Regions from separate parts of the Mus musculus genome. Here regions 1 and 3 are each linked to region 2. Evidence: chromatin contacts called from public promoter capture Hi-C data. All regions are on one chromosome and are shown on one strand. The core of a region is the stretch at or near the end of the contact, and the rest is flanking DNA. Distances in the headings are between cores, read along the strand shown. Region 1 has its middle 30 kb from the start of Gm39646. Region 2 holds the start of Cdk15 (cyclin-dependent kinase 15). Region 3 overlaps Gm973 (predicted gene 973).

The links. Promoter capture Hi-C pulls out the DNA fragments that hold promoters and counts their contacts.
Region 1: a contact with region 2 is called in a promoter capture Hi-C map of the HPC-7 cell line. The contact joins the enhancer-like site here to the promoter of Cdk15 in region 2. A contact is called at or near these places in 24 of 39 promoter capture datasets (the 3T3-L1 cell line, 3T3-L1-derived adipocytes, the C10 cell line and 15 more), 40 of 484 Hi-C or Micro-C datasets (the AML12 cell line, B cells, the BV-2 cell line and 30 more) and 1 of 115 datasets of contacts at active chromatin or transcription factors (bone marrow-derived dendritic cells).
Region 3: a promoter capture Hi-C map of embryonic stem cells shows a contact between it and region 2, with 9 times the contacts expected there. The contact joins the enhancer-like site here to the promoter of Cdk15 in region 2. A contact is called at or near these places in 21 of 39 promoter capture datasets (the C10 cell line, the HPC-7 cell line, HPC-7-derived erythroid cells and 13 more), 4 of 15 datasets of contacts at CTCF or cohesin (the G1E-ER4 cell line, embryonic stem cells and large pre-B cells), 60 of 484 Hi-C or Micro-C datasets (the AML12 cell line, the C2C12 cell line, CD4 T cells and 31 more), 24 of 115 datasets of contacts at active chromatin or transcription factors (PVALB interneurons, T-cell acute lymphoblastic leukemia, bone marrow-derived macrophages and 13 more) and 5 of 9 other capture datasets (adipose tissue, embryonic stem cells, liver and 2 more).

The regions. Positions count from the first base shown.
Region 1 is chr1:58,760,275-58,762,974 of GRCm38.p6, reverse strand. No RefSeq gene overlaps it. Among named protein-coding and RNA genes, the nearest start is that of Gm39646, 30 kb to the left of the region's middle. Within about 2 kb of position 1,429, at least 105 of the 459 cell types and tissues checked have an H3K27ac peak or open chromatin away from gene starts, as enhancers often do. A contact at or near this core is called in 3T3-L1-derived adipocytes, the AML12 cell line, the BV-2 cell line and 10 more, where this site is marked.
Region 2 is chr1:59,255,610-59,258,309 of GRCm38.p6, reverse strand. It overlaps Cdk15 (cyclin-dependent kinase 15), which reads right to left and starts at 1,404. Exons shown (of 14, transcript NM_001033373.3): 1 at 1,212-1,404; 2 at 354-494. The coding sequence starts at 1,337.
Region 3 is chr1:59,607,662-59,610,361 of GRCm38.p6, reverse strand. It overlaps Gm973 (predicted gene 973), which reads right to left. Exons shown (of 19, transcript NM_001357842.1): 11 at 2,557-2,629. Among named protein-coding and RNA genes, the nearest start is that of Gm33833, 11 kb to the left of the region's middle. Within about 2 kb of position 1,296, at least 51 of the 459 cell types and tissues checked have an H3K27ac peak or open chromatin away from gene starts, as enhancers often do. A contact at or near this core is called in the CH12 cell line, the G1E-ER4 cell line, T-cell acute lymphoblastic leukemia and 9 more, where this site is marked.

The sequences.
Region 1 (2,700 bases), core at 180-2,679, 500 kb after region 2:
ACTCTGAATCTTCCAGTAAGTACTACTCTAACCTCGATGATGGCTAAAAAATCTTTTTTTTAGCTGAAAGAGTTAATTTGGAGTACAGCCTCCACTTCCAGAGAATTTTCAGCCTTCCTGTTAATTCTCAAAGCCACCTGCCCCACACCTGGAGGCCAGAGTTTGAGCTTGATCATTGCTAATTTGCAACTGAATAGAGTACCTGGACGTCCACAAAGAAGCTTTTATCCTGTTGTTTTTCAACTGTCTCAACTTTGTTTTTTCAAGCAGATCCTTCAATGCCTTACAGCCTGTTTTCAGCAAGCATGCAGCTCCGCCTCCAGCAAGCGCAGGTGGCAGAAATTCATCGATATGAAGAAGCATATTGAGTATATATTGTGGCTGTGGTCTGATTTGGGAATAAGGTGTGCTATAAGAGCTGGTCAGTCAATGATGGGCAACCAGATTTCGGAACTATATCAATCTAAGACAGAGGTACATGCCAAGAGGCTGTGGTTTATTAGTAATACACCACAGAGCCATGTTTGTGCAAAATAAACACAAACAAGCTGCATATATTCTTCTTGAAGGATAAAAATTGTTCGGGAAAATCTGAGATTTCCCAAGCCAGGCGTGGCCGCCAGCCACCATAACTCCCAGGCAGGACTAAGCATAAACAATTTTTATGCCCAGTCCAGATAATTTTTAGTATATATTTAGGGAGGAATTGTAGCTTCCCTCAGCCTTGAAGCAGGCTGATTCAGACTTTACTGCCACTGAATATGAGATCATCTGGGGTGTAGCCTTCCAATTTAGATGGCTATATTGTTATGTCAACTACTGCTGCTCTTCTCTGAGACTCTACTACCTGCTGAGAGACCCTTGAGACATTCCGGAGACACATCCTATTATGCACATCGCCTACTGGCTGGCTCCAGGCACCAAGAATGGATTGGCAGGGGATGGGCCTCCCCTCTTTATAAGCACAGACTCTTAGTAAACTTTGGGGCCTTGATCAGAGAAAAATTTGTCTTGGCCTCATTCTTTTCTCGCCATCTAGTTTCTTTCAGCCCCAGCCTGCCTTTCAGGAGTACCTGGTTCATGTAAGCCACGGGTGGCTTACAGTTACACAAGGTAAGGGGATCCCCTCCCTTCTTTTGTCCCCAAGGAGTCTCCCTGCCTTTCTATCCTGGAATGAGCTTGGCCTTTAGTCTCAGATGGATCTGCCTCCCACTAAGAACTCTGGCACCTTCCTTTGTGAAGTAATCCACAGGAAGCAAGCCAGTGCACATGACATTTGCACACAAAGCAAGTGCTCTATAGACATTAACTCCTTCCCCTCCAGCCGCTAGGGGGTAGCCTCTTCCTGCTGCCACCAGGGCAGACCAGGAAGCTTGGTTTTAGCCAGGCTTCTGACCAATCCAGACACAATGTGGACTAGAAGCCAACTGCTCAGGGCACATGATTCTCCTTCCTCCAAACCTTTGTGGAAGTCACTGACACTACAGTGGGGAATGCCCTCCTCCACCTCAGCTTCCTGGGGCACTCAGTCCCCAAGTCTGAGTCACACCTGGCTCAATCACACCCAGTCAGGCAATTGTTTCTTATTGCCTGATTCAGTGCTTTGTCATTTATTAATTTTATTGTTTGAAAAATACCATTTGTGTTGATACTTTCTGCACACAAGGGTTATGAAAATCAACTGAATTGACATATGAGAAATATTTAAAACAGCTGCTAGTGCTCAGAGTAACACAAGTGGAGAGAAATATGTACGTGTGTGTGTGTGTGTGTGTGTGTGTGTGTGTGTGTGTGTGTGTGTGTGTGTTGGGTAGAGAGGAGAGAAAGAGAGAGTGGCAACCTGGTCTACAGAGTGAGTGCCAGGATAGCCAGGGCTACACAGGAGAAACCCTGTCTTGAAAAACAAACAAGCAAAAAGGACAAAAAAGTATATATTAAGGGAATTTGTTGTGATGATTTCCAGCCTGCAGTCCAACTAACCCAACAATGGGCAGCTGTGGATGGGAAGTCCAAGAATCTAGTAGTTACTCAGAGGCTAGTTGTTTCAGCTGGTGTTCTGTAGAAGTAGATTCCAGCACAGAGATTAACTTGCTGGCAAGTTAATGCAAATGGTGAAGAAGAGCAAATCTTTCTTTCAAGGTCCTTATGTAGGTCTCCAGCAGAAGGTGTGGCCCAGATTAAAGGTGTGAACCATCACGACTGATCTGGTTCTTGCTTTGTCCCAGGTTGACCTTGAACTCAGAGTTCTCCTTGCCTCAGTCTTCTGGGATTAAGGGTGTGTATTACCTTGCCTGGGCCTAAACTTTTCATGGCCACTGTGCCTCAAGATCTCCATGCCAAGATCCAGGTCAGAAACTTGTGTCTTCTAGTCTAAAGATCTTGATCACAGGTGCCCTCCAGTTTTGGATTGTAGTTCATTCCAGATATAGTCAAGTTGACAACCAGGAATGGCCGTTACAAGTATCATGGTGTAGCTTCCCTGTCATTTCTAGGAAACATAATCTCATAGCACAGCTGCAAGTCCCCGGCTTTTATAATGTTTCTGCTCTTCTTTCAGTGATGTTCCCCCAGTCTTAGGTGCAGGAGTTGTGTTGTAGATTTGTCCATTGGGGTTGGGCACCCCACTATCTGCTATTCTCTGTATTTGGGCCAGCTATGGTTTTCTAGGATGGTCTCTGTCTGCTGCATGAACCACAATAA
Region 2 (2,700 bases), core at 155-2,654:
CATGTCTGTTTGTGCATGTGTGTGTGTATGTGTGCATGTTTGTATGTGTATGTGTCTGTCTGCATGTGTACCTGTATATGTCTGAGTGTTGTGTGTGCATGCCTGTTTGTGCATGTGTGTGTGTGTGTGTGCATGTTTGTATGTGTATGTGTATGTGTGTGTCTGTATATGTGCCTGTGCATGTGTGTCTGTGTGACTGTCTCTCTGTGTGTGCATGTGTGTGTATGTCTGTGTATCTGTCTATGTGTAAGTGCACTTGCAAGCCCACACAGGCATCCCTGGAAGGTGAGGGCTAGCTTCCCTAGACAGGCACCCATGAAATTCTCCTTGATGCCTGTCAGCAGTTCACTCACCCATGGCAACCCCTGCCTCAGATTCTCTTCCTGAAAAGAATCACTGTTACTCCGGGGCCTTTTACTCTTCAACTTCTGGGCACTGGCAGCCTCCAGTCCCCTGGGGTGAAATGAAGCCGTGGAACTGGATGCTTCTGTTAGCTAGAGGAAAAGAACGTACAGGAGCAAAATGTGTACAAAGTCACAATGTGATGGCTGGCAAAACCTTTTCTTTGTTTTATTTGCCTGTTTTTGGTTTGTTTGTTTGTTTGTTTGTTTTTGGTTTGATTGTTTGTAAGCTTCCCACACCCCTGAAAGGCAGGTTTCCTGAAAGTCAGATCTCTTAGAGACAACCATGGTACCAATTACTGAAATACTAAATTTTTCCTTCACCTACACAGTTTAACCCAGTCTCCTTAAGGGTGTCTCCCAATTTCTTCATTTAACTCAGTTTCCTCCGTACCTGCCCACCTTCCTTGGTACTTAATGTAATGCCTTAGAATAATTTAGTAAGATACTGCTAATAATCACGAGCTAATTACTGAAACTGAGAATCCACAGCGGACCTACCGGTATGGCAGCTTGCCCTCTACAGTTCAGCCCTGCAATTTAGTGGCTCAGAGACGTCCAGAGAAGAACCACTTTCTCTATTTCAAGTCAAAAGCGGCCAAACCCAAGGCTTATTCCCCTCTTCTGGTTTACAAGTACATCCCCAAACTTGATAACTACAACCATAAATCCTCTGTGACTTTAATAGAATTTTCTTTTTATGAGTTTAGACCTACCGCAGAGGAATAAGACTCTGTTACAAAAGGGAGTGTCTGTCTGAATTGCTTGGTTTACTAATAAAGAAAGATGCTCCTCCCGGGATACGAGTACCTCGAATACAGCAGGCTCGGTGCTTCCAGGCTGGCTTCTCTGACAGCTGTGCGCCTCCCCTCCCTCCGAACGGTGGTAGCAACTGCATCCTGGCTGTAGCCTCTTTGCACACAGCTCTTGACCCATACTAGCCCAGGTTCAAGGAGAAAACCCGCCCTTGAACCTCTTCCCACCCGCCTCTTCTCATTTGCTCCCCCTCTGCCAGAGGTCAGCAGAGAGGAGCTTCTCTGTGACTCACACGAGGGCTCTGCCTGGAGCAGTCTCATGACTTCAGCAGTTTTAGCTCATCAGTGCAAAGAATGCATCAGAACCGCAGCAGCTAGCGCTCATGTGTGCACACTCAAAAACAAGGAGGCTCTGCCCGAGAGAATACAACTGGGCACACTGGAGTAAGCTCTCTCTCACTCCAGCCACAAGTCAGTTCTGTGGATACACTCGCTTTCCCAGAATGTGCATAACCCTAGTGTTTATTGGCCTACCCTGGGGCTAAAGTGGTCATGCTGAGGGGTGTTCTATCCCTTGCTTTCATCTGAAAGCCTCTTGGGTTTCAAACTTGTTTTTCTTTTGAGGCAGTCTCTCCCAGCAGCCCAGCTAGTTTCCAAGTGGAGGTAATCCTCCTGCCTCAGCTTCTCCAGTCCCGGGATTGCAGATGAGAGCCATCTGACTCAGATTGGTTTTTCCAACATTAAAATGAGTTTGCAAACTAGCCAACTTTTAGAGTCAAAGGAACCACAGAACGGTGGTATGGAAAGAGAGCTGAGGATTCTGACTCCTTCTCTGCCTCCAAACGAAAGTCAATCTCAGTCTGACAGGGCAAAGCTATTCCTTCAAACACTAGTGATTACCTGTGTTGCTAATACTCTACAAATAGTGGAGAGTCAGGGTGGAGAGCGGAGTTTGAGCTGGGTATGATGGACCCAAGACCTCTGGAAGAGCAGACAGTGCTCTTAACTGTTGAGCCATCTCCCCAACCCCCAGTGGCACACTTGTAATCTCAGTACTTTGGAGACTGAAACAGCAGGGTGATGAGTTCAAGACTAGTCTGGACTACATAATGAGATTCTTTTCAAATTTCAAATAAAGAGGAAACAGAAACTGTGTGAGAGTGTGGTGTGTGTGAGTGTGGTGTGTGTGAGAGTTTGGTATATGTGTGAGTGTTTGTGTGAGAGTTTGTGAGAGTGTGGTGTGTGTGAGAGTGTGATGTGTGTGTACATGCACATATCTCCTCATTCCCCCATTCCTCCCTTCCTTTCATATCAGTATAATTAATGTTTAGTGTCTATAAATACTATATTAGTACTTGGCATTTCTAGGAATCTAATCTGGATCAAACTGCTTTGTAGTCTGTGATTGTAGATAGAACTCTTTTTCTATGAGAGGTGCATAATATTATTTCCATCATAATATGTCAATCACAATAACATACACAACAATATGAGAAAGGGGGCTATGTGTTATCACAACAGTACCCTGGATAGTTAACTTCTGA
Region 3 (2,700 bases), core at 47-2,546, 350 kb before region 2:
TATCTGGCTCACTCCTTATAATAAACCGTGCAGGTCACTACTGAATTTAAAGTAGGAAAAACAACATGACCATTAAGACCAAAGGGGAGAATTGTTCTTTAAACAGCTAAAAGCACTTCCTTGGAATTTCCTTCTTCTTGCCTTCCAAGACCGGAAAGCCTTTCTAAAAATTAGCATTTGTCATTGAGACAGGCACAGGCCTCCGGTGACTTTCTGCAGTGGCATTTCATTGCATTGAGAATGTCTGGCTAACCTCCGAGGACTCGGCCGGAGCCGGCCCTGGCGTCATGAGACAGGAAATCTGTTTTGACTGACTCAGTCATGGCTTAGCTTGGGCCATGTTCTGTGGTGCCTAAAGCCCCCGCTGCACTTGGCTAAGACGCTGGAGCCTGCCAGGGTTCGCATTCTGGATCTGTGATTTACAACAGGGACAATCTGAAGATCAGGGTACATTTTCCTGGCTAGTGTCACTCAGCTTTGAGCATGGAGGTGACAGAGCCTCATGTTAGAAGAATTCTTGCTTAAAATCCTGACCAACCTAGGCCTCATACTCCCAAAATATATTCTTATCAGATACCCACAAAGAATGACATTAAATATCAGTATAGGGCTGGAGAGATGGCTCAGCGGTTAAGAGCATTGGCTCCTCTTGCAGAGGTCCTGGGTTCTATTTCCAGCAAGCACATGGTGGCTCACAACCATCTGTAAGTAGGGTTGCAGGGGATCTGACGCCCTCTGTTGGTCTCCTCAGGCACTGCATGCACATGATACACAGACGTACATGCCGGTAAAACACCCATACACAGAAAATAAAAATAAATACATTTAGAAATAATAAAATCAGTATAAAATTATTTTTGAGTAGGATGGGAAGAAACAGTGGAAGATAAACAGGAAAGATCAAAACCTTCCACTTAAGGAGGCAGAGTCAGTGTTGTTTCACAGTTTGGTAGTGACCACAGAGGGAAGATATTAATTTGCTGCAATGTCCAAATTGAGGTTGGTATTTATTAAGGGACATCATTTTTTTTTTTCGTTCCTCATCACCGCTTAAAGAGTAAAGTTCTTTTACCAGTCCCTGAGGCAGAAAAGGATGCCAGGCGTGGAGAGGTGAAGGTGCTTGTAGCCTGCTACACAGTTCAGGTTCAGTTTAGTAGCACAGACCTGCAGCTGGGCATGCATTCGCTTGTGACTTTAAGGGGCCAGGAAAGAAAAAAGGCGCCCTCTCTGTGAGTCACATGGTTTAGGTTTCAGAGCCCAGGCTGGAGTTCAGGCCCGCTTGCTCCCTCTGCTGTACATTGTGTAGCAACAATAAGCACATGGCTTCTGTCTGGCCTGGAACCCACCCTTAGAAATGTAAGTGGGGCTGGAGAGATGGCTCACTGGTTAAGAGCATTGGCTTCTCTTCCAGAGGTCCTGAGTTCAATTCCCAGCAACCACACGGTGGCTCACAACCATCTGTAATGGGATCTGATGCCCTTGTGATGTGGCTGAAGATAGCAACAGTGTACTCATATACAGAAAATAATCTTGAATGAAAGAAAGAAAGAAAGAAAGAAAGAAAGAAAGAAAGAAAGAAAGGTAAGGGGTTTTCACTTCTGCAAGAAGCAATGACACCCACCTTTAATGCTAATAAGAGGCAGGGGCGGGGGCAGGGGCAGGGGGATTTCTGTGAGTTCCAGGACAGCCAAAGTCACACACTGAGACTGTCTTAAAACACACAAGCAAAACTAAAACTAAAACCGAAACTGAAACCATACCAAACCAAAACTAGAAGCTATAATGGGTAAGGAACAGTCCTGCTGCCAGAGCCCAGTGGGGTAGTAATATGCCTAGGTGCCCACAAAAGCATTGAGAGCCTAATTCAGTCTCTGAGCTATGAACTGTGAGTGCCTCCACACCCAGTGGCCCCAGGCTCAGTATTTCTTAGAACTACTACCACCCGTCATGATCAATATAAACTTGTTTTTGAAGGAAGCCTCCACCAAGGCACACTGTTCGTTTGAGAAAGGATCTCTCTGTAGTGCTGGCTGTCCTGGAACTAAGGAGACCAGGCTGGCCTTGAACTCCCAGAGATCTACCTATCTTTATCTCCCAAGTGCTAGGATTAAAGACCTGTGCCTCTTTGGCATTCTTGCCAGCCAGGGCTCTGGTCGACAGCAGCTAGGCCTCTAAAGAGAAGGTCCTGCTTTCTCGTACCAGCATGTCTGTAGGCATGGAACCCTAGCCGCCTCACCAGCATATGCACACCTCCATGAAAGCAGGAGGTGGAGAAGGGTGGATGCTTGGGGTGGGGGTGGGGTTTGTGTCTGTCCCCGAAGTCTCTACTCTTGTCTCAGTCTGCAGTCTCCAGCAGGAAAGAAATCTTTAAATAATGGAAGAACAGAAAACATGTCGCTTGCATTTGCATTCGACAGACAGAGGCCTCTGCTTCTAACTTCCAGTTCATGCTTTGAAGGGACATGGAAAGACTTCTCTGTTAATGGGTCTGAACAACACCGAGTTCTATCTGGGCAGTCCCAGTGAAAGGATTCACGAATCGCCAGCTCACTCTACCTTGGCTGTCTTTGGCATTTCCTCTGAGGGGTCCTCCTGGTTCTTCATGAGAGTCAAGTTCACTTCCACGTTCCTATTGGGTTAACACACAAAAGAATAATGAGACAAAATAAATGCAAACTCCCCTGTGTCCATGCCCTTCCG